Linked DNA regions of Mus musculus: regions 1, 2 and 3 are each linked to region 4. Evidence: chromatin contacts called from public ChIA-PET and HiChIP or PLAC-seq data. All regions are on one chromosome and are shown on one strand. Each heading gives the region's core, a stretch centred on a gene start, on an enhancer-like site or on the middle of the called end of the contact. The rest is flanking DNA. Distances are from core to core; before and after follow the strand shown.

Evidence for each region. ChIA-PET counts read pairs in DNA pulled down with a chosen protein or histone mark. HiChIP or PLAC-seq counts read pairs in DNA pulled down with a chosen protein or histone mark.
Region 1: a contact with region 4 is called in an H3K4me3 HiChIP or PLAC-seq map of embryonic stem cells, with 16 read pairs. The contact joins the enhancer-like site here to the promoter of Lrrc8c in region 4. A contact is called at or near these places in 10 of 39 promoter capture datasets (the 3T3-L1 cell line, the C10 cell line, the HPC-7 cell line and 7 more), 1 of 15 datasets of contacts at CTCF or cohesin (CD8 T cells), 20 of 484 Hi-C or Micro-C datasets (B cells, the Ba/F3 cell line, the G1E-ER4 cell line and 15 more), 28 of 115 datasets of contacts at active chromatin or transcription factors (the 230-238 cell line, CD8 T cells, the SCID.adh cell line and 22 more) and 3 of 9 other capture datasets (adipose tissue, embryonic stem cells and liver).
Region 2: an H3K27ac HiChIP or PLAC-seq map of thymic regulatory T cells shows a contact between it and region 4, with 4 times the contacts expected there. The contact joins the enhancer-like site here to the promoter of Lrrc8c in region 4. A contact is called at or near these places in 5 of 39 promoter capture datasets (the C10 cell line, the HPC-7 cell line, embryonic stem cells and 2 more), 5 of 484 Hi-C or Micro-C datasets (CD4 T cells, Th1 cells, megakaryocyte-erythroid progenitors and 1 more), 8 of 115 datasets of contacts at active chromatin or transcription factors (CD8 T cells, Th17 cells, bone marrow-derived macrophages and 5 more) and 2 of 9 other capture datasets (adipose tissue and liver).
Region 3: an RNA polymerase II ChIA-PET map of memory CD8 T cells shows a contact between it and region 4, with 72 read pairs. The contact joins the promoter of Gbp6 here to the promoter of Lrrc8c in region 4. A contact is called at or near these places in 2 of 115 datasets of contacts at active chromatin or transcription factors (memory CD8 T cells and pancreatic cancer cells) and 1 of 9 other capture datasets (pancreatic islet).

Annotation. Positions count from the first base shown.
Region 1 is chr5:105,668,638-105,675,983 of GRCm38.p6, reverse strand. No RefSeq gene overlaps it. Among named protein-coding and RNA genes, the nearest start is that of Gm32276, 21 kb to the right of the region's middle. Within about 2 kb of position 3,428, at least 8 of the 459 cell types and tissues checked have an H3K27ac peak or open chromatin away from gene starts, as enhancers often do. A contact at or near this core is called in embryonic stem cells, extraembryonic endoderm stem cells and trophoblast stem cells, where this site is marked.
Region 2 is chr5:105,714,053-105,721,670 of GRCm38.p6, reverse strand. All of the region lies in intron 1 of Lrrc8d (leucine rich repeat containing 8D), which reads right to left. Among named protein-coding and RNA genes, the nearest start is that of Gm42166, 13 kb to the right of the region's middle. Within about 2 kb of position 3,325, at least 138 of the 459 cell types and tissues checked have an H3K27ac peak or open chromatin away from gene starts, as enhancers often do. A contact at or near this core is called in CD8 T cells, the HPC-7 cell line, Th1 cells and 8 more, where this site is marked.
Region 3 is chr5:105,290,713-105,297,883 of GRCm38.p6, reverse strand. It overlaps Gbp6 (guanylate binding protein 6), which reads left to right and starts at 4,185. Exons shown (of 11, transcript NM_194336.2): 1 at 4,185-4,258; 2 at 6,858-7,047. The coding sequence starts at 6,864.
Region 4 is chr5:105,516,092-105,522,900 of GRCm38.p6, reverse strand. Lrrc8c (leucine rich repeat containing 8 family, member C) reads right to left here and starts at 3,430. Exons shown (of 4, transcript NM_133897.2): 1 at 3,271-3,430.

The DNA.
Region 1 (7,346 bases), core at 2,179-4,678, 150 kb before region 4:
CAGCGCTCTTAACTGCTGAGCCATCTCTCCAGCCCTCAAACAGCCATTTTTAATATTAAAAAGAATTGGGGAGAGTTGAAGATGTGGCTCAGTTGCTAGAGTGTTTGGTTAGTGTTTGAGATGCCCTGGGTTCAATCTCCAGCATGACACGAACTGGGCATAAGAGTACATACCTGTCATCCCACACTGGAGTGGAGGGCTGCAGGTGGGAAGAGCAGAAGTTCAAGGCCATCCTCAGCTCGACCGCAAGTTTGAGGCTAGCCTAGATTACGTGTAACCCTGACTCAACTCAAAACCACAAACCCAACAAAAGCAGGATCTGGGGAGGTGGCTCAGTGGGTACTGCACTTGCCATGCAACCCTGAGGACTACAGTTTAGAGCCTCAAGGTTGTAAGAACCCACAAACAAAGCTGGCTTGGCCTGGTTAGCAACTAGGAACATGGCATCTCTGGAGCAAGCTAGGTAACCATGCTAGCCAGAGTGGTGACTCTGGATTGAGCTGGGGGACTCTGCTTTGGTCTATAGTGCCAAGCGTAGCCAAGGAAGGCATCCGAGTCAACCCCAGGCATCCACAAGCTTATACACCCACACGAATATACATGGATCCACACACGTGTAAGCATGCACACACACATGCACACACCACACACATCCATACGTAAAACAAATCAAAACAAAATGTTTTCATAGCCTCCATCTCAAGTCGGTGTTCTGTATGTATCTGCGGACTGGTGAGGCAAAATGTAGGGGCTGATGAAGATGACCGTCCGGTTTCTGCCAACCCTCAAATCTTATGAATTCTTTAACTCTGAGGCCATTTTCCAGCTGCAGTTTTACGGTACCTAATCATCTCCACATAATTAAAACCAGCTCTGGTTCACTGCTCCAATTCCCCAACACTGGGAGGCATTTGCATTACACATGCATATAACAACCCCCCTCGATTAACATTCAGAGCTTCAAAAATCCCTTCCTGGAAGTCATCTTTCCCCATTGTCAAAATGAGGTCTGCGGAACCTACATGCCATCCTTTAAAGGTTTTGCATTTGGAAGTGTGAGTCATGTCTGCGTATAAAGGCAAAATTAGAAATTAGACACACTCCTGTTAGCCACATTCTCAGAGGAGGGGGCACCCAAAGGCTCTTGGAAAACATTTGTCCATGTATTATCATATATTGGATTATGATATTAAGTTCTGAAATGTTGGCACTAAGCACATGTCTGGTAAGATGCATCAGGTAAGGGTGCTTGCCCCTGGGCCTGACAATCTGAGTTTGATCCCCCAATGTCCACGCAGTGGTCGGAGACCACTAGCTTCCCATGCTTACATGAGCACAAATGCACACATACACAAATAAAATGTAATACTCTTTTTGTTTTTGTTTTTCAAAACAAGGTTCCTCTGTGTAGCTCTGGCTGTCTTGGAATTCACTCTGTAGATCAGGCTGGACTCAAACTCAGAAATTCACCTGCCTCTGCCTCCCAAGTGCTGAGCTTAAAGGCGTGCACCGCCACCGCCCAGCAATATAATACTGTTTTTAAAAGCTACCTTGGGCTGGAGAGATGGCTTGGCGGTTAAGAGCACTGACTGCTCTGCCAGAGGTCCTGAGTTCAAATCCCAGCAACCACATGGTGGCTCACAGCCATCTGTAATGGAATCTGATGCCCTCTTCTGGTGTGTCTGATGACAGCTACAGTGTACTCGTATAAATACAAAATAAATAAACTTTAGAAAAATAAATAAAAGCTAGCTTAAAAGAATGTGAAATAAGACTGGGGAGAGGTTCAGTGGATAGACAGGATGGGAGTTGAGATGCCCAGTACCCACATAAATTCTGGGAAGGTATGGTGGCTAGTAGTGATGCTAGGACCTAGGGAGCAGGGATGGGACTCTCAGGGCAAGCTGGCTAGCTAGGCAAGCTGAATCTGCAAGTTCTGGGTTTAGGGAGAGATCCTGCCTCAGTAAATAACGTACAGAGTGATTGCGATGAAGTCTGACCGCAACCTCTGGTCTTTGTACCTAGGTGCACACCAACACCCTGGGGTGTGCACTACACACATGTACTCTCGCCACGCCGGAACACACAAACAATCATAAGAGTATCACATAAATACATTGACTTTTGGGTGGAGGAAATTCATGGTCCTCCCCTCCTCCACCCCTGAGATGGGCCCAAAAAGAGCAATATTAATGTGGACTAATTTTTCAATTATTATTATCTTATGTGTTTGGGTATTTTTCCCACATGTATGAGAACCACGCACGTGTGGTGCCCACAGAGACCAGAAGACGGCTTTGGATCAGGCTGGGACTGGAGTTACAGCTGGTTGAGAGTCAGTATGTGGGTGCTTGATATCAAACCTGGATTCTTCGGAAGAACAGCCAGTGCTCTTAATCCATTTGCTTAGCTAATTCTCCAACCTCAATAATTCTCTCTCTCCTCTCTCTCTCTCTCTGTCTCTGCTTCTCTGTCTCTGTCTCTTTGTATGTGTCTGTCTCTCTCTGTCTCTTCCTATCTGTATGTCTGTCTATCCACCTGACTGTCTGTCTCTCTGTGTGTCTGTATGTTTTTCTGGTGTCTCTTTCTGGTGCTGGTGATTGATCCCAGGCCCTTGTGGGTTCAAGTCAGGGGCTGTCTGTCCCTCAGAGCTATATTTTCTATTCTCTGGCCAAACTTGCTAAGGAGCAGGACACTGGATGTCTTAGTCAGTGTTCCATTGCTGTGAAGAGACACCATGACCATGGCAACTTTTTTAACAGAAAGCATTTAATTGGGGCTGGCTTACAGTTTCAGAGGTTTAGTCCATTACCATTGTGGCAGGGAGCATGGCAGCACACAGGCAGACATGGGGCTGGAGAGATAGCTGAGAGTTCTACATCCAGATTCATAGGCAGGGGGAAGAGAGAAACCTCAAAGCCCACCCCCAGTGACACACCTCCTCTAGTAAGACCATACCTCCTAATCCCTGTCAGATAGTGCCACTCCCTGATGACCAAGCAGTCACACCTATGATCCCGTGGGAGTCATTCCCGTTCAAAGTAGCACCGTGGAGGTGGTGTTAAATAAGCTTGACCTGGGAGAGGAGCCTCTTCTGTCCTTGGGGTGGTTTTCCTCTGGAGGCACACAGGAAAGAAAGAAAAAAGGGCCTGTGTATCTCCTTTTGCTCTCTCTGGCTTCTTTATGCTCACCCTTCCTGCCTGTCTGGGAATGTAGATGCTGTCTTCTGAGGGCTGTGGCCAGTACCCAGAACAACCCTGGTGTGTGCTCCGGCTCCCCCTCTCCTCTTCCTGGGCTCTCCTCACTGGACTGCTCTTTCCTTACTGTTGAGTGCTGGGATGAGGACGGCTGAGAGTTGATGCTGCTTAGAGGAGAGCCATCATCATGTGGCCCCTTTGAAGGCCCCAGGCCATGTTATGTAGCTAAACATTGATTAACAATGGAGTTCCTGTCAGAACTGCCCTCGCCCCAGAGCTGTCTTCAGTACGTAGATGGGCCTATCAAACTGATCACAGGCTTAGAGACAAGTGAAGGACAGACAGAAGGGGTCCCATTGTCTATCCAGGCCATCTGTTTTTCTGTTGGTAACAATATTTCTTTTTTTCTACCAACAATATTTTGTAAATTAATCAAAAGAAGGAGTTTCTAGGGAACTCTGTTCTAATTTGTTTTAAAATGAAACAATTTCAGCACAATGACAAACAACAACAACAAAATAACAAACCTCAAACTTGAAGCTGGAAGGCGGAGGTTCAAACGGTCTTAGTTATATAATGTTGGCTAACAAATTTAGCCTCTGTGTTTCTTGGGAAAGAAGAGGATGGAAGAGGGGGAGAAAACATATGAATTAGGAGTTTCTAGGTTTGCTGTATGCCAGGTCTCAGAAATCATAATTCCCAGTTGTAGCATCCAGCCTGACATAACACCTAGGAGGGAACAGCTGCACCATAGACTCATTCTGCACTCTGGACCCTTCTGCCAAAGTCAAGTGACCAAACCGACCCCAACCCCAGTGGTTCTAGGTGTTAGCATTCCATATAAACTCCACCCCACAGTTACCTGGCAACAGCCAGGAAGGCCTGATCCACTATAAAAGAGCCTGCTTGCCTCCTCCTCTCTCTCTTGCTTCTCCCTTGCTCTTGCTCTCCCATCCCCATTCCCTCCCTCCACCCCCCACGGGCTCATGGCCAGCCTCAATTTCTCTACTCTCTCCCTCTCTCTGCCTTTCTCTGCCTCTACTACCCTCTTAACTCCCTTCCCCATGCCCTGAATAAACTCTATTCTATACTATACCATCATGTGGTTGGTCCCCCCATACCTCACCACACCCCCATAGAACATATTCTTTCTCTTTATCTTTTTATAAACACATTACTAGGGGCAGACGCCAAAGACTGGCATTAGCTCGTTTTTAGTGTCCTTCTTTCCTTCCGTCCTTCCTTCCTTCCTTCCTTCCTTCCTTCCTTCCTTCCTTCCTCCCTCCCTCCCTCCTTCTTTCTTTCCTTCCTTCCTTCCTTCCTCCCTCCCTGCCCCCCTCATGTGTTTCTCTGTGCGTGTCTGTGTGTGTCTCTGTGTGTGTGTGGGTGTCTCCGTCTCTGTGTGCATCTGTGTGTATGAATGCACACCTGTGGACAATGTAATGCACTTGAGGTTTACAATCTGTTACAATTGAACAGAGCCCCAGTGCACACTGAGCCTTCTTACTTTCATGGAAGAGAAAGTCTCCATCTAAACTCGTGGTTCTCAACCTTTGCAACTCTGTGATCCTTCCATTCAGCTCCTCCTCTTGGTGCGGTGACCCCCAACCATGCATTTATGTTCATTGCTATTTCACAGCTGTGATTTTGCAACTGTTATGAACTGTAATGTAACTATCTGATAGGCAAGCCCTGTGAAAGGGTCATTGATCCCCCAGCGGGTCGCAACTAACAGGCTGAGAACCGCTCGCTGATTTAAGGTTTGAAGATGAGAAATATTCTGATACTCAGGAGGAAGGGTTATTGCAGGTTTTGGGGGTCTGTCCTGGGGTCAGAACCAGAACATGGCACTGGTGACATTAGGAAGCCACTCACCCTGGACAGAGTGTGGGTAATATATCCATGTAACTCCAAAGGAGGGGAGAGAAGGAACTGATGGGTTCAACAATCTGGGACAGCCAAGAGGAGGCTTGGTAGATTTTTTATATTTTCCAGACAGGGTGCTATGTCACTCAGCCTGTTCTGACTCTCCTATGTCACCAAAGATGATCTTGAACTCCTGGTCATTCTCTCTCCACCTCCCAAGTGCTGGCATCCCTAGGATGCACCACTGCACCTGGCTTCATGCAGCATGTGGGTTCTAACCCAGGCTTCCATGCATCCTGGGCAAGCATTCTGCAGGCTAAGCTTTGATCCCAGTCCCCAATAGACTGGGCTTTGCAGTAAAGAGTTTGGGGTTTTATTGATCTGGGGGAATGGAAAACACTGAAGAAGCAAGGACATACACAACCATGTAGAAATACACATGAGCATTTTGTATGCAACTGGCTTTTCACACAGTCAGTCCATAAATATTCAAAGTATTTCAGCATACACTAGTCATAGTGAGAAAGCTTAGGACTCTATAAAATAATGTCTAGTTTCCAGGCTCCTGAGCATCAGAGAAGGGGCCCAACATCTTTTCAAAATAAAACAGTATTTTGAGCAGGACCGGTTGGGCTCAAATCTTGACTTTTCACTGATGAACCGAGTGACCTCGATTGGAATTTTCTTCAGCTCTATACCCCAGCTTCCCCAGGGGAATGACACAATCGGCCAGAGTGCTTGCCTCCTTGCTTAACTGTGAGGGTTAAGTGAGATAGCACAGACATCCTCTTCATCCTGCCATGAGCTTTCTGTTGCCCAGTCCTCAAAACACCAAGTGTCTTTGGGACTCAGCTCCTCAGTAAATACTGTTGGCTCTAATTTTAAAATGCGTCCAGCTGTCATGTGCTCTGTTGCCCCAGATATCCCCTTCAGGGCTGAAGCTCTCATCAATCACCTGCTGGGAAAATTGATTGTTTGGGGCACATGGGTGTGTCTCTCCTGAGGGTTACCTTGGCTGAAGAGAATGGCCTCATTCAGCACTGGGCTACTTTCAAAAATCAATCCCAGCAACTGGTTGATGCACAAACAGACGCACCATCTTGCCTGTGGTAGTTCTTCCACCCTAGGAATGTGCTAGATAGCAAGGCAGGAGGAAACACAGCTGCTCCTGAGCTGACTAACAGAAGGACTGCCCTGGATCACTGAAGCGATTGGGGAAAGGGTCCAACACATTGAGAATGGTCGTGTGATAAGAGATATTCATCTGGTCTTTGACGTCAGTTCCTGGCACAAAACCACTCATAAGCTCTTGAGTAACAGGAGAATCTTTTGTTCTGATGAGGCAACACTTTGTGGTCCCAGATAGCTTCAGTATGGAGCAGGTTGCTGGAAACAGATTGACCCGAAGCTTGGAGCTTTCCGCCTTACCTTCTAACCTTCTGGAAGTAGGGAGAGGCTAGCAATTTTATTCATAACCCATAATTCCTACTAGGCAAAGTCTCCTTAGAACTCCTAAAGTACAGAGCTCAGAGTGTATCCTGTCTGGCGCTCAGAGCTTGAAACAGGTCGGTATACAGTCAGTGCCTCCCCATTGTCTCTCACTGGCTTCTCCTGAGATGGAAGTTGTGTAATGGGCTCCTGGTCTAGCAAATTCTGTATCTCAGAAGAGTGTGATGGGAGCCCCTATAGTCAGAAGAGTGGGTGACCCAGGACATGTGGCTGGCATCTGAGGTAGGGACAGTTTTGTGGACTGAGTCCTTCTACTCCTGGAGTCTGGAGAGGTCACTGGGTGGTAAGCATTGGAACAGGCTTTAGTTGCTGATGTCAGGATGGCTGGAGAAGCGAAGCCTTGGCTAGGAAGAGAAACCTCTTACTTGACATTGAATGAAAACATCTCAGGAGCTGTATTCTCTTTTGAACTGAACCTGCAGTTTGGGGAAGGAGTCTCAGGAATGCGTTCTGAAGAAAAGAGCAGGAAAATGAACATCCAGGGCCTCAGAAAAGACATGCCCCTCTTTCAAAACATCTATTCTGCTTGTCAAGAAAAACTAACTATGGGCTTTTTCTGTGCGCGCCCCGCCCCAACCCATCTTAGGATTTCTAGTGCTATAATGAATGCAAATTGGGGAGGAAAGAGTTTATTTGGCTTATAATTTTCACATCATAGCTCATCACTGAAAGAAGCCAGGACAGGAATTCAAGCAGGACTGGAACCTGGAGGCAGGAGCTGATACAGAGGCCATGGAGGGGTGCTGCTTACTGGCTTGCTCTTCATGGCTTGCT
Region 2 (7,618 bases), core at 2,076-4,575, 200 kb before region 4:
CAATGATTTAAGGGTCTCGGAAGTGGGCTGGTGGTGGTGGAGTGAAACCTCCTGGAGCCAAGGCTGGGTAGAAAGAGAAGACAGGAGCACACTCCTTCACGGGCAAAGAAAACTACCCACAACATAGTACCAGCAGTAGATATGGTTGACTGTGCTCATGAGCAGCATCTAAGCATAATTTTATCTAGTCACTAAGACACGTGCTGGGTTGAAATGGGGTGGGGTTAAAGTGATGTACTTGAAACCCAAGCAGCTTAAAAGTAATTTGCCCTAACAATTCTAATAGATATCATGATTATTACTAAGGCAATAATACTCTTAAAATGACTTTCTTATAAAGCAGTCAGAGCTTCCCTATGCTCTCAGCTCAGGGGGCAGAGACCGGAAGGTCACAGTTCCTAGGACTGGAGGCAGCTACAGAAGCAGATACTTAGCAATTCCCAGCAGGGAAAAGCCTGACTTTGTGCACACACAAGTACCTGATGTAGCCAAACACCCGTAAGAGGTAGGAGTAAGAAAATGCAGAAATCAACAGGGAATAAGGCGCGCACACAGTCTTGGCAACACCCACTCTTAATCACCTACTGTATGTAACAAAAACTACAGGTCATAAAAAATGTGTGGTGCAGATAAATAGTCCGATTTTCATTCCATTTCCACAAAAAGTGCCCCCCCAAATCCAGAAATTACATTATAAACTTTTGAAGCTAATGATCAATGGTTTATTTGTTCATTATTTTCTTTTTCAAGACACAGTATAACTGTGTCTGTCCTAGGACTCTCTCTGTAAACCAAACTGGCCTTGAACTTACAGAGAACTGCCTGCCTCTGCCTCCGGAGTGGTGAGATTAAAGACATGTGCCACTTCGCCCCTCCTGATAGTCAAACGTTTTAAACACTAACTCTGGCTCAAGAAAATGTCAATCATGACACATGTATGACGTAATGTCCTGCCTTCACCAGTCCCTACAAAATTATCTCGATAAATTGTCAGGAAACAGAGAAAAATTTAGTTTGCCCCAAGTCCTTGCCAGTACATTCTTCCAGCACCCTGGCTGGCTACAGTAGCTGTTTTCTTGTCTTACTGTGTAACTCCAGCAGCCTGGAACTCACTATGGAGACCAGGCTGTTGTTCACTCATCCAACACTCAGAGATCCTCCTGCCTCTGCTGGTCTGTCTCTAGGGTGTTAGAATAAAGGCCTGGCCACAGTATCTACATTTTAACAAATTACCAGCAGGACACCTGAGCGTGTGCCTTCCCCAGTAGAGTGGTCGGATGTCACGGTTATGAGTACATCTAAATCCTCAGATCTTCCTTTCCACGGCAACAGTGTAGCCACTGGTCACCACACTACAGAGAGAGCAGCAGCACAACAGGAATCTAGAGTCTGATAAAAGTTACAGAATAAAAGAGCAACTACAAGAAAGTGCAGATATTTGCAGCAAGGCCAACCAGGAAGAGCCACTGCTTCCTCCACCTGACAGCACCATAGATTTCCAGACTGCAGAACTGCCTGGCTCAGAGGCAGCTGAACTCGCAACTGCAGGGAGCTGACTAACCTGATAGACTTCATGCACTTAGATCTTAGTAGCAGTTGATACAGTGACCTGAGAAGCCAGGACCCCTGATCAACTGCAACTTCCGTGGCCCCCAAGAACCACAGAGCAACCAAGCAGCCTAGAGGCAGAGAGCCGATACCTTTACTAACAAGGGGAGGAAAAGAGCCAGAAGAAACACCATTTAATCTCTACTCAGAAGTAACAGAAACTGTTCACATTGGTATAATCAAATTTGCATAGAACATTAATTTGAGAGGTGCGGGAAGGGCAAATGAGGGTGAGCAAAGGGCTCAGTCAAAGTAACAGAGATGGTAGATAAACAAGCTGCTACAGTGCTGTGCTCCTTTTAATTCTCAAAGGAGGTCCTGTAGGTGTCCATGCCCAGTATCTGCCTCTAGCCCCAAGATGGCAAGACAGTGGGGATATGCTTGAAACTCTAGGACCCGAGGCTGATCACCATCAAATACATCCTGATATTCCACTAATCAGTAAAGTTCCATGACAAATGCCATCCCCTGAATGAAAAGCCGATGGTCCGTTTGTACTCTGGCTCAGTACACACACGGCTGGGACTGGAGGTCGTGAGAAAAGTTTGCAGATACGTGCTGGGATGAAGAACAGCAGACACAGGGAGAAGAGAACTAAAATTTGGGCTAACCTTGTTATTTTAAGCATAAATTATCATTTCTAATGTCTTTAATGCTGAAAAATAGCTTCTCCCTTGACAGAACTGTTTACCTTCTCAGAAAAAAATAATTATCCTTCAAAAGTCATGGCTAGCATCATTTCTCAGTTGGTGTCCTATCTGCCTAGCATGCCTGAGGCTGCTGGACTCGTCCCCAGGAGAGAATAAACGGGGCTGGGTGGTCCTCATCTGTAATCTCCAGACCTGGGGAGTTTAGAGGTAAGGCGATAAGAAGTTGAACAATACACTTGGCTACAAAAGAGGTTCAAGGCCAGACTGAGCTACAACCTTGCCTCAAAAGTCAGCAGCTGCTACAAAGTTTAAAAGAGAAGAGTGGGCCAGTCATAGAGATGCCTTTAGTCCCAGCACTCAGGAGACTGAGGTAAGACCTCTGTGGGTCTGAGGCCAATCTGGGCTACATAGCCAGATTCTGATCAGTCAGGGCTACACAGGGAGACCCTGTCAGGAAAGAAAGAACAGCCGGGCAGAGGTGGTGCACACCTTTAATCCCAGCACTTGGGAGGCAGAGGCAGGCAGATTCCTGAGTTTGAGGCCAGCCTGGTCTACAGAGTGAGTTCCAGGACAGCCAGGGCTATACAGAGAAACCCTGTCTTGAAAAACCAAAAAAGAAAGAGAGAGAGAGAGAACAGAAAGCAAAAAAGGAAAGAAAAGAAGGGAGGGAGGAGGGTTTGTAAAGGCCTTTACTCAGTGGATCACAGGAAATGTACAAGTGACCATCTCAGGGCTCCAAAGAGTCTAAAGAATGAACTGAGAAATAAGGAGGGGCGGGGAAAGCCTCCCCACCCCAGGATAGGGGCTTCAGCTATAGGATACAGGCTCCAGCTGTATCCTAGCAAGCTTGTTTATGTAAGCAAGGCGTGCTCCTAGAAAATAAAAAGCCTTAAAAGAAGGAACCCTACGTAATTGAAACTTCCTGATACGTCAGTCACTCTCGGGACTCTTGTCTGTGGTCTGGGCAGCTATTTTCAAAAGGACAGATCTCGCCAGGGACAGAAGTATGGAAGGACTGCCTCTGGGCTGCAGTTACGACAATAACGATAGCAACAAAAATAACGATAGCAACAACTAACTCTGAGCCAGGAACTACTGCATCCGTTTTACATAAATTATCCTCACCACTAACCACACACTCACATCTTCATTTTAAAAGGAAGTCATGTCACTTTGCCGTGGACCTTTATCAGCTAGTGGCACAGTAGGGCTGTAATGTAGGCAAGACTCCAGAAGGCATATTATATAGTGTGATAGTCAAGGGAGACAGGCAGCCAACAGTAAACCCCCATCTTCCATTTCCTTCTAATATACGAAAGAGGAGAGTTTTACACAATGGTATGAAATGCAGAGCAAGCTGAGCACTCCTCTAGCTACAAGTGGAGAGATGGCATAGACAGCATATGTCCAATGACAATGCTCTGAAGTTACACTTATTTACAGGGAATAGAAACACACTGTGGGACTGGAGGTAGTTCAAGGTGTGAGCGCTACATTTCAGCTCCCCAGCATACATACACACACACATACACACTCAAGCTAGACAGTCACACATCTGTAATCTGGGGGCGGGGGTGGGGAGCAGGAGGCAGCAGACATGACAGCTAGCTCCCCAGAATTCACTGGCACAACCAGAGCATTTGTGAGCAACAAATCCACTTAGAATCTCTATCTCTGGCACAACCAGTCAATTTGTGAGCAACAAGTCCACTTAGAATCCCTATCTCAAAAGATAGGTGGAGATCAATGGAGAGAAATACCACGCCGGCAGACAGTTGGCCTCAGACTGGTGTGCATACACTCACACTCATGATTGCGTGCGAGTGAGTGCATGCATGCAGGGTCTGATGACTGGTCTCTTCTCAGAGTTTAAAAATCTCCCATACAAACTGCAGATTGGCTGTAAGCCAGACTCTCCTCCTAAATGTCCCAAAGTCCTTGCCAGAGTGTACAGTCACACGCAGGCTCCTTGAACAGTTTCTCAGGCCTTACCCCAGATCTGCTGCCTCGGAGTGACAGCAGGGGAGCTTGTGGAAGCTGTGCATTTAAATAATTCCCAGGTCCTAAGGAACGCCCCCCACCCCACCCCACCCCCAGCTGCTCTGGCCATGCTGCAGACACACTGCTGCTTTCTCTCCCTTCTCAAGAACCTACGGTTGGGGGGGTGGGGGGGGTTATGGTCCAGGCCTGTAGTCCCAGCACACGAGGGGCAGAAGCAGAAGAATAAGGCCTTCAAGGCCAGCCTGAGCTACATAAAACTCTGTCTCAGAAAATGAAGAGAAATGGTCAGGTGACTCAGCCACCTAGGGAAATGCTTGTCACACCAACCTGAGGACCTGAGTTTAGCCCCAAGAACCACCGGAAAAGGACAGGGCTGCTTCCCAAACACACTGACAGTGGCTGGCACATGCCATGCATGCACCCATGATCTCTGATAAGTAATACAATTAATTTTTTACAACTAAAAGATTCCATCCTCGAATGGAATGCCTTTTGTTCAAAAGCCCATACTCCACAGCAGGATGCGTTGACCCTCCAAACATGCCCCACACCTCCTCTGACCCCCAGTCTGCCACAGAACCAAGTTATAGGCTGTCCCAAGGTCCCTCCCTCTCTTACTACCTGTCACCATCTCCTTTACCAGTCAGCTCCTGCTCAAGTCACCCCTAGACTTTGCAGTCAAAATTAGTCTCCCCCTTAGAGAAACTGCCCCCAAAGCGCAGCTCATACAAGTACGCAGTACAGACTGTGGGCTGCCACGTGCCAAATCCTCTACAGCTACTCTCATGCTGGCTGCTACTCCCATGCTGGCTGCTCCCTTAAAGCAGGGTGAACACAGAGAATTGCACACCTTGAGTGCCAGACTTGAGTCGAACGTTTCACTGAGTTACAGCCCAGCATGGTAATGCTGACATGTTACTTTGTGCGAACCCCAGTTTTAGAATCTCTGATATGGGACAGAGATGGCAATGGCCTTCAGGACTGAGGGGGGAAAGCTTGGAGAGTTTAGACAAAATGCATTATTAAAGTGGTCACTGTCTTGTGGTCAATGATAGGACCTCCACGTACTTCCTCTCCTGCTGAAGTGCATGGTAGACAGAGCGATACTCAAAAGGGTCCTCTTTTCTCAAAATAAAAAGGAAGGGAAGGAGGAAAAGGAGGAGGGAGAGGGATTTAAAGTCATAAACAGGGACTTCTGAAAACCCTTTCTCCTTACTCAGTTTTGTTCTGCTGTGAAGGGCCTTTCATAATATTTCTATTGAAAAGCCATTCCTTGCTTTCCTCAAAAAAAAAAAAAAAAAAAAAATCAATGTACCAAGTTTTAGGCACAAGCCCCTCAGTCTCCCTCCCACTCCAGCTTGGCTTTCCACGATGATCTACAGTAACTGCCTGCAGCCAGTGTTGCTGCCCAGAGAATCGCCTGCTTCACCCTTAAAACAAATAGCACTTTGTGGGGAAACTGGAAGCCAGCCCAAAGGAGGAGGAGAGAGAAACCAAGAAAAAAAGAGTTGGGGCCAGAAATGGAGTCAACGCCCACACTCTGGTCTCCACACTAACACAGGTAAGAAGGGACTGAAAGAAAGAGTTCAGACCAGCACAGCCTTACCCACCTACCCACCTCCCCACTCACTATGGAAAACGAATTCCCAGGCTCTGCAAGGTTGTGATGGGCAGCTCATTATCCATCACATGTGGCTTTTGTTGTTAATGAAACACTGTTGCATGTAGAAGCTCCTAACCCTCGCCAAGCCAGTTACTGCAGAGATGGGCCCCTCCCCCTCGCACAGGGGAGGAACCGCAAGTTTTAAGAAAGCCAAGGTCACACGGTGTGCAGGCTGAAGAAGACACGGAGAGCTCAGAACTCCCGTTCTTTAAGCCCCAAAGCCCAGGTCTTTCCCACAGCTCACATCGATTATAAGAGGCGATTTTAAAATACACTTTGGAAGCTCACCAAGCGCACGCCTGTGAAGGACAGGTAAAACAAGGCAGGTTTTGTGTTCCTGAAAAGAATTTGGTGGCAGGGATGAGGGTTGTCACAGCAACAGGCTCTCGGTACAGTCTCAGACTGGTCAGTCCACTGTCTGGAACATGGCTCCAGGAAGGCTGGAGTTGGGCTCTCTGTTCTATGCTTCATTTGCTCGTGCCGGTTACGGGAAGCTCATGAGCAGAGGCATAGGATTTTCTTTGTTTCCAGTGGAACTCTGATGTTGATCTCAAGACTGTAGTGATATGGAAAGTTAAGGAAATGTCTAGAACAGATCTGCAGGCCAAGCACGGTATCCCCACACCTGCAATCCCAGTACTTGGGAGGCAGACACAGCCGAATCACTGTGGGTTCAAGGGCAGCTGAGCCTGAGGGAGATCTGTTTAAAAAAAAAAAAAGGCCAAATTAAACAAACAAGCAAACAAACAAAGCAAATGTAGAAGTATGGGTGCTTCCAGACTGGGTGCCCGGGGTGCCTTCTCTCTTCACTTTACACAATTTCACTTTATAAGGAGATTGATGAAGGCATCTTGAGGGGGTAGGGAGAGCCAAGCAGTAGTCAAGCAGTAGTGGTGCATGCCTTTGATCCCAGCATTGCTTTTACATTAGCCGGGATCCTGAAGCTAGCCTGCTTAGGTTCAAATCACCCCTCTTTCACTTAACTATAATCCAGACTATGTGACCTTGAATTACTCGGCTGTCCTTGGTGACTGGGCGGAGCAGCTGATGGAAGACTGACCTTGGTTTCCCTGCTACAAAACAGGTCTGCTGTGCAGAATTCTGTGCAGAATAAATGAGCTAAGGCAGTAATAAAGCGCTCCCCACCACAGCGGGCACCAGGCAAGCTGCAATCGCATTCCCTCTGGGTGCTTCCAGACTGGGTGCCTGGGGTGCCTTCTCTCTTCACTTTACACAATTTCACTTTATAAGGAACTTGATGAAGGCATCTTGAGGGGGTAAGGAGAGCCAGGCAGTAGTAGTGCATGCCTTTGATCCCAGCATTACTTGGGAGGCAGAGCCAGGCAGATCTCAGTGAGTTCAAGGCCAGCCAAGGCTGTTACAGAGCAACCCTCCCAAAAAACAAAGAACATGTCTCGTACAACTTTTTAGTTCACAATGTCCCAAACCACTGCAAAGACACTTCCTGCGTGTGAAGAATGTACCTACTCTTCTGATACCACAAACTTGTTCCATAATGAGAGAAGGAAAAACATCCACGCCAAATCCATACTGTTGTAAGCATTTGCCGAGGGACTTTTAAATGCAGCCATTCTAAAACCCTTAAAACACTGGAAATTTAAAGCTTGATTGGCTAGAGCCATCCCCCTGACCCCCAATACTCCCAAGCCATGGAAACAAGGTGTGTTAGCAGCAC
Region 3 (7,171 bases), core at 2,936-5,435, 230 kb after region 4:
ATGTAGGTGCCTGAGAACCAAACTCAGGCCTTTTACAAGAGCAGCAAGTGTTTTTAAACTGTGAACCTGCTCTCCACACAAGCCCTGCCCCCTTTTTCATGCCAGTAGTTGCGCTGATGTAAACACATATTTATTTATTTACTCCTGACATGTAAGAAGCAGGCTGGCAGAGCTGAGTTTTGTCATAACATGATTTTCCTGTGTCTATCTATAAAGTATTTAAAAGGCTACAGGGTCAAAAATATGGTGGGACTACTGTCATTTGCTATTTCATACATACATATATGTGTGTGTGTGTGTGTGCATATACATAGATATAGGTATGCAGATATAGATATCTATAATTATCAGAAAAGTTAGCAATACTAAGGGGTCACTTGTTACCAGGTTCAGTCAGTAAAATATCTTTCCCTATATTTTAGCAATTCCAGGCCATACCACCTCTTCCCCTATAGATAAAGTAACATCATAGACATGGCCCCAGAGATCCATATGGAAGAACCCACAAGTATCATCCTTAACAACTAGGAACGGCTAGTGGCCAGTCTGAAAAAAACTGGAGATCTTGTCTGCCATTATGCAGTCACTGGTGGTGGTGGAATTGTGAACCTCTATCACACGGGCAAATCTTACTGGAGGACCAAGCTAACTGGGAAGACAAATGGTTAGTACCACCAGGCAGGCCTTCCTGAGTCCCATCTCCCTAGCCACAAGGCAAGCCTGGAGTGTGAGGAGAGATAGATTCGGCAAGCCTGGAAAGTCAGAGCTGGCCTTTGTGCCTCAGCTGCTGTTCATGTTTCTTGGTAGATAAAGGGACTTTTTCTAAGACTCCATATCTGCTTATTCCTTAACATCTTCCTGGAAAAGGCCAAACATGTTCCCCTGATAAGGAGTAGGACAAGGGTGAAATAATTTCATGCATTAACTATTAAACTTTTAGTGGTGTGATGTTGTTGCTTGTGTCCTGGACTACCCACTGCTGGATCCTATCTGCTCTTGGGGGGTAGGAGGTGAGATGGCATGGGCGTCAACAACACAGACTCCAGGAGCAAGTGAGAAACTGCACAAGCTTTTTTAATACCTTCCTCCTGAGCCACATTGGTCCCAAGCAAGCATCTCTTCTACACAGCAGCTCCCAATTGGCTGGCATTGTCTGCACCAGCAATCCTTGGCCCCTCAGGCAGTCTTCAATTAGGTCCTCCTGTAGGAGATGCTTTTGTGATTGTTTGAGGCTCCCAGCATTACACAGAGGTGGCCCAGGTTTCCCGCTACAGTGTGATATGCTATTTTTAAAAGAAACATTAAACCTGACTTTCCATGCTTAGTATTTGCCCATCCCTCTTTTGCTGGTTCGGTTATTACTTATGGCTCCTACTGCCTCCATCTTGTCTCCCTCATCAGCTTAGTTATCAAGGGAATAGTGGATTCCAGACCCCTCCTTCATTGCTACTGTTCTGCTTTTCAGGTTGTTGTTTAATCTGCAGTGCAGTTTCACAGCAGAGGCATCCACACAGCATCTTTGTATACAATACCATGGGCATAACTGGTCAGAGGGCTATTCAGCTATGACGCTAATTCTAATTGGCCAGGAGACTGTACACCTACTACGTGTCGTTTTGTGGTCCAGGATGGCACCACACTAAGGAGAGCAAGCAGCTTGTGTGTCTATGACACCTTGTGGATTCATAAAAATTCAAATTAAGGGCCTAAGGAGATGCCTTATTCCGTGAAGGGTCTGTTATGCAAGCATGGGGATGTTAATTTGGATCTGCAGTGAAAAGCTGGGTATGGCAGTGTGTGCCTGTAATCCCAAGGCTGGGGTGGGGTCAGAGACAGCAAGGCCCTGAGGCTCAGCAATCAGCTAGTATGGCAAAGCAGAGAGGTCCTGATTCTGTGAGAGGCACTGTTTCAAAACCTCAGCAAATATGTACATTGGCACGCCTGTGCTTGAGCACACACACACGTGCACACACAAATACACACACACACAGCGTCTCTCTCTCTCTTTCAATATAATAGAGGCAGCCTCCCTCCTGCTGTTCCTTGCAATCCTGTCTCAGCAGTGCCACTCAACTGACAGAAGTTGGACACATCCCTGCTTTGCTCCAGACCAGGGACTCCTCTGGCCTTCTTGGAATTCAAGAACCTGCTGACATGAACTTCTTCCCAGTCCTGGTGTGGACTCTGTGAGCGTTCTACCTGGGCCTGCAGATGGGTGGCCGTGCTGACACATCAGATGAATAGCCAGAGTTCACTGAAGTTGAAACAAGGTAAGAGTTTATCTCCATGCCACTGACCTGCTCCTTTGTCCCTTCATCACTCTGAGCTCTGCACCTAATGTCTAGGAGAATAAATTAAGGACCTTGAAGCTAGGTGCCTGGATATGGCCCAGTCTGATGAGTTAGAATGCCGGGTCTAGTCTCTACAGCACACTAGGCCAAGGCAGTTCCATGTGGAAGAGGTTTTATTGTAAGGGAGAGACAAGGTAGTGGCAGAAAGAGAAGGGTGAGAGAGAGTGAGGAAGGGGCGTTCTCCTCATTTATATGGAAAATGATGTAACACAGGTGAGTCAAGTGGATGTTGGGAATATGGTGCCTGTTGTCTTGGCAACCAGTCAGAAGGTAGCAGGTCATGCTGTCGCCTATGTGATGTCACAGGTTTGGGATGTCCTGATGCCAACACCGCCTCTAAGGGGTACTCCCTTGTTTAATCCTTCCTGTGAAATCACAATGGATCACTCTACAGCTCCCCCCTGCTTTGTGTTTCATCCTTTACAAATGGTGTTCAATCTCCCATCAGGGACAAAGTTCAGACCCCAGTCTGCCTCCCTAAGGGCTCAGAAATTAAAGCTTTCATTTTTCAGCTTCCATCTCTGAAGTTTTCTTAGCTTCTATATTGAACACAACTCCTACTTACTATTCTTTAATTGCTTCTTTTAAAATCAGGTTTTAAAATTGACTGTTGTGTTTTATGAAAAGAAAAAGAAGTCAGGTATATGTTTGGTGGCTGTCTGGTGTCTTAGTTAGGGTTTTACTGCTGTGAACAGACACCATGACCAAGGCAAGTCTTATAAAAAAACAACATTTAATTGGGGCTGGGTTACAGGTTCAGAGGTTCAGTCCATTATCATCAAGGTGGGAGCATGGCAGCATCCAGGCAGGCGTGGCACAGGCAGAGATGAGAGTTCTATGTCTTCATCCAAAGGCTGCTAGTGGAAGACTGACTTCCAGGCAACTAGAGTGAGGATCTTAAGCCCACAACCACAGTGACACACCTATTCCAACCAGGTCACACCTATTCCAACAAGGCCACATCTCCAAATGGTGCCACCCTCTGGTCCAAGAATATACAAACGTCATACCTGGTATGTTGAGGTGAAAAGGGGTACCTCTGAGGGCCAGTGTTGAAGCATTACCTTCTTCCTGAGGTACCAGCCACACAATTGTATAGTATAGAATACAGTTTATTTAAGACATGGAGAGGGGAGTTGAGGGGTTAGTAGAGACAAAGAAAGAGGGATAGAGAGGGGAGGAAGGAGGAGGAGGGACAGAGAAGAAAGAGGGTAAAAAAGGAAGAGAGGACAATTGAGCAAGAGAGGGGGGTATGTGAGGGTACAAGCAGCCCCTTTTATAGTGAGTCATGCCCACCTGGCTGTTGCCAGGTAATTGTGGGGCAGCCCAGAAGAAATGGCAACAGGGATGGTTCCTGCTTTAGAAAACACATGTTTAAAACATTAAACATGTTTGATCAGAAAGCACTGGGAATTTCCCCTGAGAGAAGCACACTTGCAATACTCCCGGATTTTGTAATTTCCACTGATGGCTGCCTGGGTTTTACTGTGCTTTATCTGTGCCAAGAAGGCTGGAGGAAACTGGAAATGGGTTCCAAGGAAAGAGAAGGTAAACAGATTCCACAGTGGAGGCCTGCTGTCCCTTGGCTGCAACAGAGTATCACACTGGCTTTTCGGGATAGACAGGAACCTCTGACCTCCCTTTCCAGTCTTGGCCAAGTTAACATGGCCTATTTTATTTTACTTTCAGTTTTGTTTCTGCTGCAGCATGTGATTTCTTTTAACTCCTTCTCTCTCTCTCTCTCTCTCTCTCTCTCTCTCTCTCTCTCTCTCTCTCTCTCTGTGTGTGTGTGTGTGGTCAGCTTACATAAAAGAGGAGCAAAGAGAGCAGGAGGGAGGAGAGCAGAAGGGAGCCTGAGGAGGCAGCAGCAGCTGAGAACTGCACTTGGACCTGTGCTGTGGGACCAGGTATATTTACTTTTCCTTTCTTTAAGGAGCAACTTAGTCTGGACCTCAGCTTGATTTCCAAGTCAAAGGGGCAACTGAGGGAGGGGGAAGGGAGGCAGATTATGAGCTCTCTGGTCTGCAGGGGGCTGTGGCTGGCTTTAGGTCTAGGAGGTCAGTTTCTTTCCTCTGATAAAGGACAGATACAAAGTGGCAGCCTGACACTGCTGGCTGCCCTGCTCTGTTAGACAAACTATGGGAAGAGCCCTGGTCCTGCCTCAGCTGGGACCACAACAGCTCCTGCCCTGGTTCACAGGCAACTGTAGGCAGAGGAAAGTCTCTGTGGAGGAACCGTGTGAGGAAAACTCAGCACAAGAGCTTGGCAAACATCTATCTGGAAATAACTTAGTTCCTACCTCACTGACTTTGAATTAAGTGTAAGAAGATAATCCAGTTCTATATTGATGTTTATGTTGTATGTGAGATGTAGAGATTACGTAGTGCTATGTGCATTTTGTTTGGGCTGCTAGTCTTATTTCATACATGGAACTAAGCTGCAGAGAGCCTGGTTTCTGGAGTTAAGTGACGTCACCTGTATCTAACTTCTGGAGATTCTGCACATTCTCCTTCCTTGGCATAATGTCCTCATGCTCATCTGGGACTGAGGGCAGGGCAGGGGAGGCAGGTTATGTGTTGTCTGACCTGTAGGAGTCTGTGTCTAGCCTAAGTCTATTAAGGTCTACAAAGTTGTGTACAGTAGTTAATTTTATTCCCTTCTTTGGCTGAATAATATTCTATTGTGCACATTGTCAGACTGTGTTAATGTATGCATCTGTTGGTGATCTGTTGGTGGGAGTCTGGGCTGTCTCCACAATGTGGGTATTGTGAACACAGCTGCCATGATCACTACAGCTCAAAGGTCCATCCAAGTCCTTCTTTGCTATTTTGTTTGTGTTGTAATCAAAGAAGAGCTGTTAGATCAGACATAAGTATTGATTTTCTCAAAAGCGAGGACTGTTTCCCATGAGGTAATATTCTGTATTCTTAGCCACAGAGTACAGACACCTGAGTTGTCTAAATTCTGGGTTACATGGATTTGTTTTTGCTTTGTGTGGTAGCTGTCCTTGTGTGTATGGTTTGATTGGCACTTCCTCAATATTTGTCAAAGACATGTTATAAGAAACAATGGGTCTATAGAATTGTTGTGCAACAAAAACAAGTAGTTCTTAAAAATAACAGCATTCATGCTTAAACTGTAAACATCAGCAAAACTAAGTAAACAATTTCAAATAAATATGTATGTTAACCCAAAGCAAGCTTCAGCCTCAGTAAGCTCTAAGAAGCCAAATCACACATGATCATGTGACTCTAGACTCTTACACCATGTCCCTCAGCATGGCAAAACAGAAATAGTGTAACGGAAAGTTTCTTCATTTTGCATCCATGTTTCCCTAATAAAACCTGATTGCCATTCTGTCCTGGGAACAGAGACACTTCACCTTTCACTCTGGTACATCCCAATTTGGACATTACATCTTTTTCAAGTAAGTTTATTTAAAAATTTTATAGTTTTCTCATACAAGGTGATTTGCAATATTGAGTACTATCTTGTGTGCTCATGGACATTTGTAAGCCTTCTCTGAAGAAATTTCAACCCAGTGCTTTTCTCAGTTTAGAACTGAGGTGTCTGTGATGAATTGTAGAGCCACTTTGTTTCAGATAGTAACCCTTTATCACACATGTGATTTACTACAGGTCTTCGTCACCCATTCTTGGGTTGCCTTTTTACACGCTGTATAGAATGCTCTGGTGCACGAATTTCTTAACTTTACAGAGTGGATTTTTTTCTATTTATTTGCTCATGTTGAGATTTTGTTTTCATGTTCAAGAAATAATCCCTACTTGAAACACAAGTTAGGTAAGACTGAAACCAGGTTAGCCCCAGGTTAGCCTGCTGTAGTTAAGGTCTGCATTGCTTCCTGCAGTCAGAACCTGTGTCAGGTGGGGTGCAGGTAGGCAGTAAAAAGTCAAACAAGGACTCATGTAAGTCCCACCCTTTAGTCAGCTGCACATCTCAGTGTTCATGTAATTCATGGGAACTGTTCACAGTTTCTACATATTTTTAGCCATCTTAAAATCTATTCATGGAGATACCAAGGGCCTAGAGCTCACGAGGCTGCCATTTTGCTGTGCTATTCTGGTTTTGGCAACTTGCTTTTCTCATTAGCAGCATGGTAGAATAATCCATAACATGTAAGGACTTTAAGGTTTTTGAGGTCACATACTAAGGGTGCTCATTACAGGGCTTAGCATATAGCATGCAGTGACCTTGCTTAAGGCCATTATTTTTTGGATTTTATTCCACTGAAGCAAAACTTTATAGATGAGAGCAGCCCATGTGTTATTAAAGCTTCTTTAGAACTTTGAAGAATAATGAAGAAAGAGAAGCAGGCCCTCTGTACTGCAGATTCGAGGTTACATGCTGCCATTTGAGGCTATGCGCTGCCAACAGGAAACCTACAAAGGTCACCAACTGGTCTTAGCTGCTGAGCCATTGGGTGTCTGTGAGGCAGAGAATGACTTTAAACTCTTTCTCCTATCATGGATTCATCTACGTTGGCAGGTTGCTATGACCCAACCACAAATGGCTCCCATTTGCCTTGTGGAAAACCACAATGAACAGCTGTCAGTGAACCAGGAAGCCATAGAGATTCTGGACAAGATTTCTCAGCCAGTGGTAGTCGTGGCTATTGTTGGATTGTACCGTACAGGGAAGTCCTATTTGATGAACTGTTTGGCGGGACAGAATCACGGTGAGTGGCATGCTGCCTACCAGCCAAAGGTTTGACTGTCTCTATCACTTTTCCTTAATTTGTATTCCCAATTATAACAATGGACAGTAGAACTCCTTTTTAGCAAAGCCACCCCCCCATGCTA
Region 4 (6,809 bases), core at 2,181-4,680:
CAGTGTTCTTAGCCGCTGAACCATCTCTCCAATCCATATATTCTTCTATGATATATTTTTATATCTTATTTACTTGTTTATTTTTGTGAAAGGCCTTCACTGTGTAGCCCAGACCACCTTGGAACACACAATGCCCAGACAAAGCTCACCTTACACTGGTAACAATCCTCCTGCCTCTGCCTGCTGAGTGCTGGTATTTCAGGTGTGTCTCACCATGCCTGGTTACCATTTATATTGAAAAGAAATGGAGTCAAAGACACCTCCACGACACCTGCATAGTAACGTCAACCTCATTAGTGTAATATATGTTCACAGATGAACCAAGATGAGAGACACAGCCAACATTTCTGGGATGAGGGAGAAAATCCTGGGAATGTATAGTCCATGAGATACAGTTGCCAAGAGCAGCTGATGGGAGAGGACACAGTGGTCCTCTGGGTCGTTTCAAATTATTCATTTAGTTGCAATCAGTCAAAAGAACACCAGCTTTGGAAACAGACTGTCCTTACTCAAAATTCAAACTCTGTTGCAGATCAACCAGGGCGTGGCAAACTCTGGAGAGGTTACTTTATGCTCTTAATTTCTGTTTTCTTGTGCAGGTGTTATGGTTAGTTTTAGGTGGTGGGGGGAGCCTTTGGATAATGGGACAAGGGGTAACATTGAGAACTAAAGAGAACCAGATGTGGTGAACTCACATGTGTACTTCTATCACTCAAGAGGCTGAGGCAGGAAGATTGTCAGGACTGTGAGGTTAAGACTGGGTGGCAAAGCAAGACTGTGCCTAAACAAACAAGGGCAAGCAGTATGGTGCCCGACTGCATCCACTCAGGATATTCCATCTGCATGGCATTGCCAAGTCATAAACTCTGAGCCCCATTCTATAAAATGGGTATGGAACCATCCCTCTTAGGATGGGAGAGACACCAGGCCAGACAGTTAACGTAACAGAAATGTTTTCAAATCATTAAGACAAGTCTTGCTAAATAAGTATAACTTTTATTTCATTTCTCTTTAAACTTGGGCTTTATTACCATGGTGCCAATGACTATGGATTAAAGTACTACAGAAGATTTAAAAGTCACTGGCAATCAGTGGTGGTGCACTCCTTTAATCTCAGCACTTTGGAGGCAGAAGCAGACAGACCTCTGAGTTTGAGGCTAGCCTGGTCTTACAGAGCAAGTTCCAAGACAGCCAGTTCCCTGTCTCAATCAATCAATCAATCAATCAATCAATCAATCGATCAATTAAACATAATAATTTGATAAAAACTGGGTATTTGGAAATTAAAATATTTCTGACTCTGAATTGTTCTTTAAAAAATAAACTTTACATAAGAGTTCAAGTTGTTCATTTCTGTTAGAATTCTTACAACTTTTTCTTTGCTAAAAAAGTTTCCTCTTTAAAATAAAAAACACTCCTTGAGGATGTTACTCAATTGATAGGCTGTCTAGCATGAACAAAGCCTCAGGTTCAATCCCCAGCACAGAATAAACTGGGTGGTGGTGCTCCAGTAATCCCAGCACTGTGAAGATCAGAGGTTCAAGGTCTGAGGCCAGCCTGGGTTACACAAGACCAGTAAAACAAAAACAAAAACTCACAATATTTCATCAAAGTGCCTGAAAATCTGAGAAACAATAGATGAGTGTTGCTAGCACTAGTTCAGGCCATTTTGCTTATGAGAAATGGTTAATTATGCTTACCACCTTTTACACATAATGAGGTGGTGGCCCCTAGCTGCTAGCAGTCTAGAATATAAAAGAGGGAAATGTTTGTACTTGCAAAAACTGCCCTCCCCATCTCTCAGTTGGTCTAAGTCATAAGAAATTCAAGTATTATAGACTAGAGATGTGTAGATCTAATCTGATAGCTTGGTCCACATATCTATTGGGAGTGCAAAATCTGAGTAAAAGTCTATCAAGTTCAGATTACAACGAGGGTTGGTGGCTTTCTACAAATTATCAGGAAATGAAGAGAAGCGTGTATAGAGCTTTGGTGCTGGGAGTGTTGCAGAACTGCGTGAACCAAGTGGTTTAAAATTACTCGTATTCCCCTGTCGCCCAAGTGGCATCTTAATGTCAGTCCACTCTACATCCTTGTCCAAGCTTCAGCAAAGCACTGCATACTCGGCAGAAATGTGACCGTTAGCTAAGGCCACACTTCATATGCTACTGCAGTCTGTAGATGTGAAACAGCACCTCTAAAGGGTAATAAGGCTCTATGAGCCAAACCTGGACACTCCCACAAAGATCAATTAGTCTTATTTTTCACTTTAAGGAGGATGGGAGCCCAAAAATGTTTCCTAACTAATTTGTTGCGAGTTTAAAAATACTTAAGGAGTTGGAAACTCAGTAAAGCTCTGCCCTCAACCTCTAATAAAACATCCGCATTAAGCATGGGGACTAGATGTGGGCTGAGCCGTTGCAAAGAAAGGTAACTTGAAGGATTTTAAAATAACTGAAATCTGATGTACACAGCCAAGTGTTGGGGGAGGGAAACATTAGCTGCTGGAAAAAAAGAAAGGCTTTGGCGTCTATAGAGCACACCCTGAGGCTCCCAAGGGGCTAACTCCATCCCAAACACCTCTACGCTGGAGAAGAGAGAGAGAGAGAGAGAGAGAGAGAGAGAGAGAGAGAGAGAGAGAGAGAGCCTGCTAGCCTGCTAGGGTCAGTTTGGGATGAAGGCAGAAATCCTGGCCGCAGTTGCTGGCCTAGACACCTGGCCTCCAGGGTCTTAGGATGCAGAGCAGCCCCCTCCGGCCCCTCTGGACTTGCAGGTGAGCGGACTAGTGCTCACTGGATCTCTGTGTAGACCTTCGATTTCCCCCTCCTTCCTCAAAAAGTGTAACTTCAGGCATCTTCCAGGGAGGAGAGGGGGTTGGGGAGAAGAGCAGAAAAAACAGGCCCCAGCATCTCCGGGGGTTTTGAAGGTAGGGAAGGAGAATGGCCATCCCTGCAGCAACCGCGTTTTCTCCTAGTACGCCCCTCCCCCAGTCCCCAGAACCTAGCGGCCAGGCTGTACTGGGCTCCCGGCTGGGGGTCCCTGGCGCGGACGCCAGGGCCCGCGTGGGTTGGGTGGGGTTGGGGTTAGCGGGATCCCCGAACCGCACGCTGAGTAGGCGACCACAATGTGCCTGTCCCAGAGCCCTGGGGAAGCAGGGTCACGAACGAGGGAGGGTGGACGGGTCCAGGCTGGGGCGCGCCCAGAGAACCGAGGCTAGTGGCAGGGTGCTGGCCGTCCCTCTCCATCCCTCCGCGGGTCCCCGGCACTTACCTCTGGGGGCGAGGGTATCCGCAGAAAAGGATGCCAGGGCGCGGCGAGCTGTGTCCGGGTTGGGCTCAGCGGCGGCAAGCGACCGCGGCGTCGCTGCTCATGGCTTGTCGCGCTCAGAGTGCTGCGGCCACGGCCGCGGCGGCGCCTCGGTCCTCGTCTTCTTCGCGGGCTCTGAGCCGGGACGCAGCTAACGCCCCAGCTCCGCAGCCCTGTTCCTCCTCCCCGGTGCCTCCCCGCCTGCAAGCGGAGCCGCCTCCAGCGCCGCCCCGCGCGCCGCCTGGCCCGCGGCAGCCAGCGCCGCCCAGCGCCCAGCCCCGGGGTCGCCGTCGGCTGCCGAGCCGCCGCCGCGGTGCCAGCCCCGCTGTGACGCAGGCAGCGATGCCCGGGAACTTCCTCCTCTGCCGAGACCACCAGGCGTCCAGGGCAGGCGGGCCCGCGCTGGGCGGGCCCCGGGTTCCCCACCGGGAAATCAAGCCTCTCCGCGGCTGGATGATTCCGCTGCTCAGAGCTGCCTACCTGGTTGGCACAGCAGGGAAGATCGGTCCTCTGCCTCCTGTGTGCAACCCTAACAATGCCAAAAAGCGGGTGGTTTCTGTGAGCCCGCCATCCGCTCTTACACCGCAGCTCCTCCCTGGGCTAAGTTGAAGCAGAGCGGCTGCTGCTAAAAATAGCCCTCCTGGGAACTCCCAGAGGGTCAGGTTGGAGATAACCCCTCCCCAGAGAATGAAAGGTCCAGGAAGCGGGTGGAGAGGGGGCGGTGGTATATATGAGGGGAACAGGGAAGAACGAAAAAAATCCGATGCCCGTAGTTTACAAAGCCTTAAGACCCTGGGCAACCTCAATCCCATTGACCAGCTGGCAGGAGTCCCTCGTTACTGGACCCTGCAAGATGGGCTTCTGGGCTTTGAGCAGCAGGTGCCGTTCCATATGAAAGCTCCGCCTACGATTTTGTGTGGGCAGAGGTGGGGATCGTGTGTGTGTGTGTGTGTGTGTGTGTGTGTGTGTGTGTGCAAAAGAGTTAACAATGTGCCCCGAACCACCTGTTGTTTAGACGATGTAGGGGAGGGATTCTCTCCCAGCCATTGATCTGAGCCTTGGGTTTGTCTGCCTATCTCTCTGCCCAATTATAGTTTAAAAGCACAAACTAGCATCTTGAAAGCTGGCATCTCCCTAAAAAGAAAAATTGCCTATTGGGGGAAAAAGTGCAGATAAGATCACTGTAGCAGTCGAGAGAGAGAGAGAGAGAGAGAGAGAGAGAGAGAGAGAGAGAGAGAGAGAGAGAGTTTGTCAGTAACCAGCTGGCTGTCCTCAGAGCACTTGACGCAGATAAAGAATTACTCTGCCCTGGCAGTCTGGGAGAGACAGAAGAGGACAAAAACGGGCAGCCAGCAGCCATTAACTAGTTTGTGTGCTCCTGCATGGTGAGTTTATAGAAGACAATCATTTTCCAAGCCATGATAAAAAGCAGGGTATGGGGGCCGTGGGGGAGGAGCCTATTCCTCCTTGCCCGGCACCCCCCCCCCCCAACCTAACTGTTCTTCCTGCTCACAGAATAAAATATTATATACTGCCTCTAATCCCAATGTAGTTGTGGGCTCTGGAAGACAACCTTAAACCCCTTGGGGCCTTAGGGGAATTGGTACAAGCTAACAACCTAGGGTGGGGTGTTCTGCTGAGGAAGCAGAAGAGGTTTGTGTCTCTGGGGGAAAGACAGAGACCAGTTTTAGTAGTCTGCTTTAAGGAAGGGAGAGGGGTGGGAGAGATCCAAGTACCTTGTAAGGCAGCAGGTAGATATAAAAATACTCCATGAGGTAGCTCTAAATTCAAATGTTCTACCTCAGGGACTTGGGTGGGGATGTAGCTCAGGGCCAGTGTCTCAAGGCCTTAAGTTTGGATCACCAGAAAACAAAACAAAACAAAACAAAACAAAACAAAACAAAACAAACAAAAAAACAAAAAGCCAAGCACAAATCTCAGAAGAGCAACTCCTAAAGTTGAAAGCCTTCCTCGCAGTGTCTTGTTCTCCAAACACCTCCCCATGGTGCTTCAGCATTCTCTGTTGTCCTTAGCATCCTGACTGTACGCTGAGGCAGGCCAGCCCACTGCCAAGGACACAGTAAACCCTAGGTTGCTGGTGAAGGTGCAACAGGCATATGTCTCTGCTCTTCCTCTGTAGGTTCAAGGAAGGACTGCTCCTTCGTACACGTCTATCCCGTAATCTAGGTGTAGTACGGCAAGGTGCTGGGAGGATTCCATAAAACGTGCAAAGCAGCAAGAAAAGGGACCAAGCACTTCATGTTGTAAGCACCCAAAGCACGAGATCAGTTGTTGAAGTTATTACTCTTTGCTCCCTGGAAAAGCAAAATAGATTCAGTGTTGAAGTTTGGAAATGAGACTCGCATGCCTCCATCACAAACGTCTCCAGAGCTGCTGTCTGAGTGTATCCAGATCTCCTCTGGGGTGACCTAACAGGACAGGCAGGGCAGTTCTGCAACTGTACACAGGGGTTTGATGATACACGTTAATTATGGAGAGTTACTAGTCTAAAAGCCACAACACCATACTGCTATGGTCATCTCTTTGTTTTTGCTAGCTTACAAACACCAAGTCTAGTCTTTTCACTCCAGTTACCTTAACTAAACTACACACTTAGCAAGCTCCCTATAAAAACATGGGGCAGATCAGCAATCAGGTGTGAGTGCTGGGTGCCAGAGGTCTCAGAAAAGCCCGAGGGCTCTTCCCTTGACTCTAGTGTTCACAAGTTATGGACGAGGGAATCTGGCAAACACATGAAATTGGAAGTCTCCATCTTCAAACTGCAGTTTGAGTTCAGCGAGAGAGGAGGCTGCTGCTGGCTAGCTAACCTGAGATTCTATATTGTCTTTTTATCTTATGTGCATTTCTCCAGCCTTTGCCTCCCACTCTGAGCTAGGGAGAGAACTCATGGCCTCGTTTTCAGCAAGTCCTCTATCCTGGAGCAATTTGACATTTTATTTGAGCTTCCAGATTAAAGCTCTATGTCTAAACTTTACACAGATACAAGTTAACCTCAGATTGTTTGTGATAGAGTGGAATGGATATTTCTGGACTGGACAAGGCTAAGGTCTAGGGTAAGGAACTGTACACATCTGGACTCAATTTCTGTGTGGCTAGCTATGTGGTCCTTAGAGTCTTCACCTTTGAACTTCAGCTCTTATCCAGATCATTCTTTAGGAGTACGGTGAGGTTAGGGGTGTCTCTTGTAGATGGTGTGGGAATGGCAATGCTGTTGCATTGTTTTATTATTAAGTGTACCCCCCAAAAAAATCCCTAAACTGTCATTGTCCTTCGAAAGCATAATTAATCACTTTCTGTCAGGAGCCGGCACCTTCCTGGAAAATGTATTTCTTCTTTGTCTTCTCAGAGCTTTTAGCTTTTCATATCTGCTTCCCCATCAGGTCTAGGACTGTCTCCTCTGCAGGGACTGTATCTTTATCTTTGTGTCTGTAACCAATACCTAGCCCAGGACCTTCTATGAACTCCTACTGTGATTTCCAATT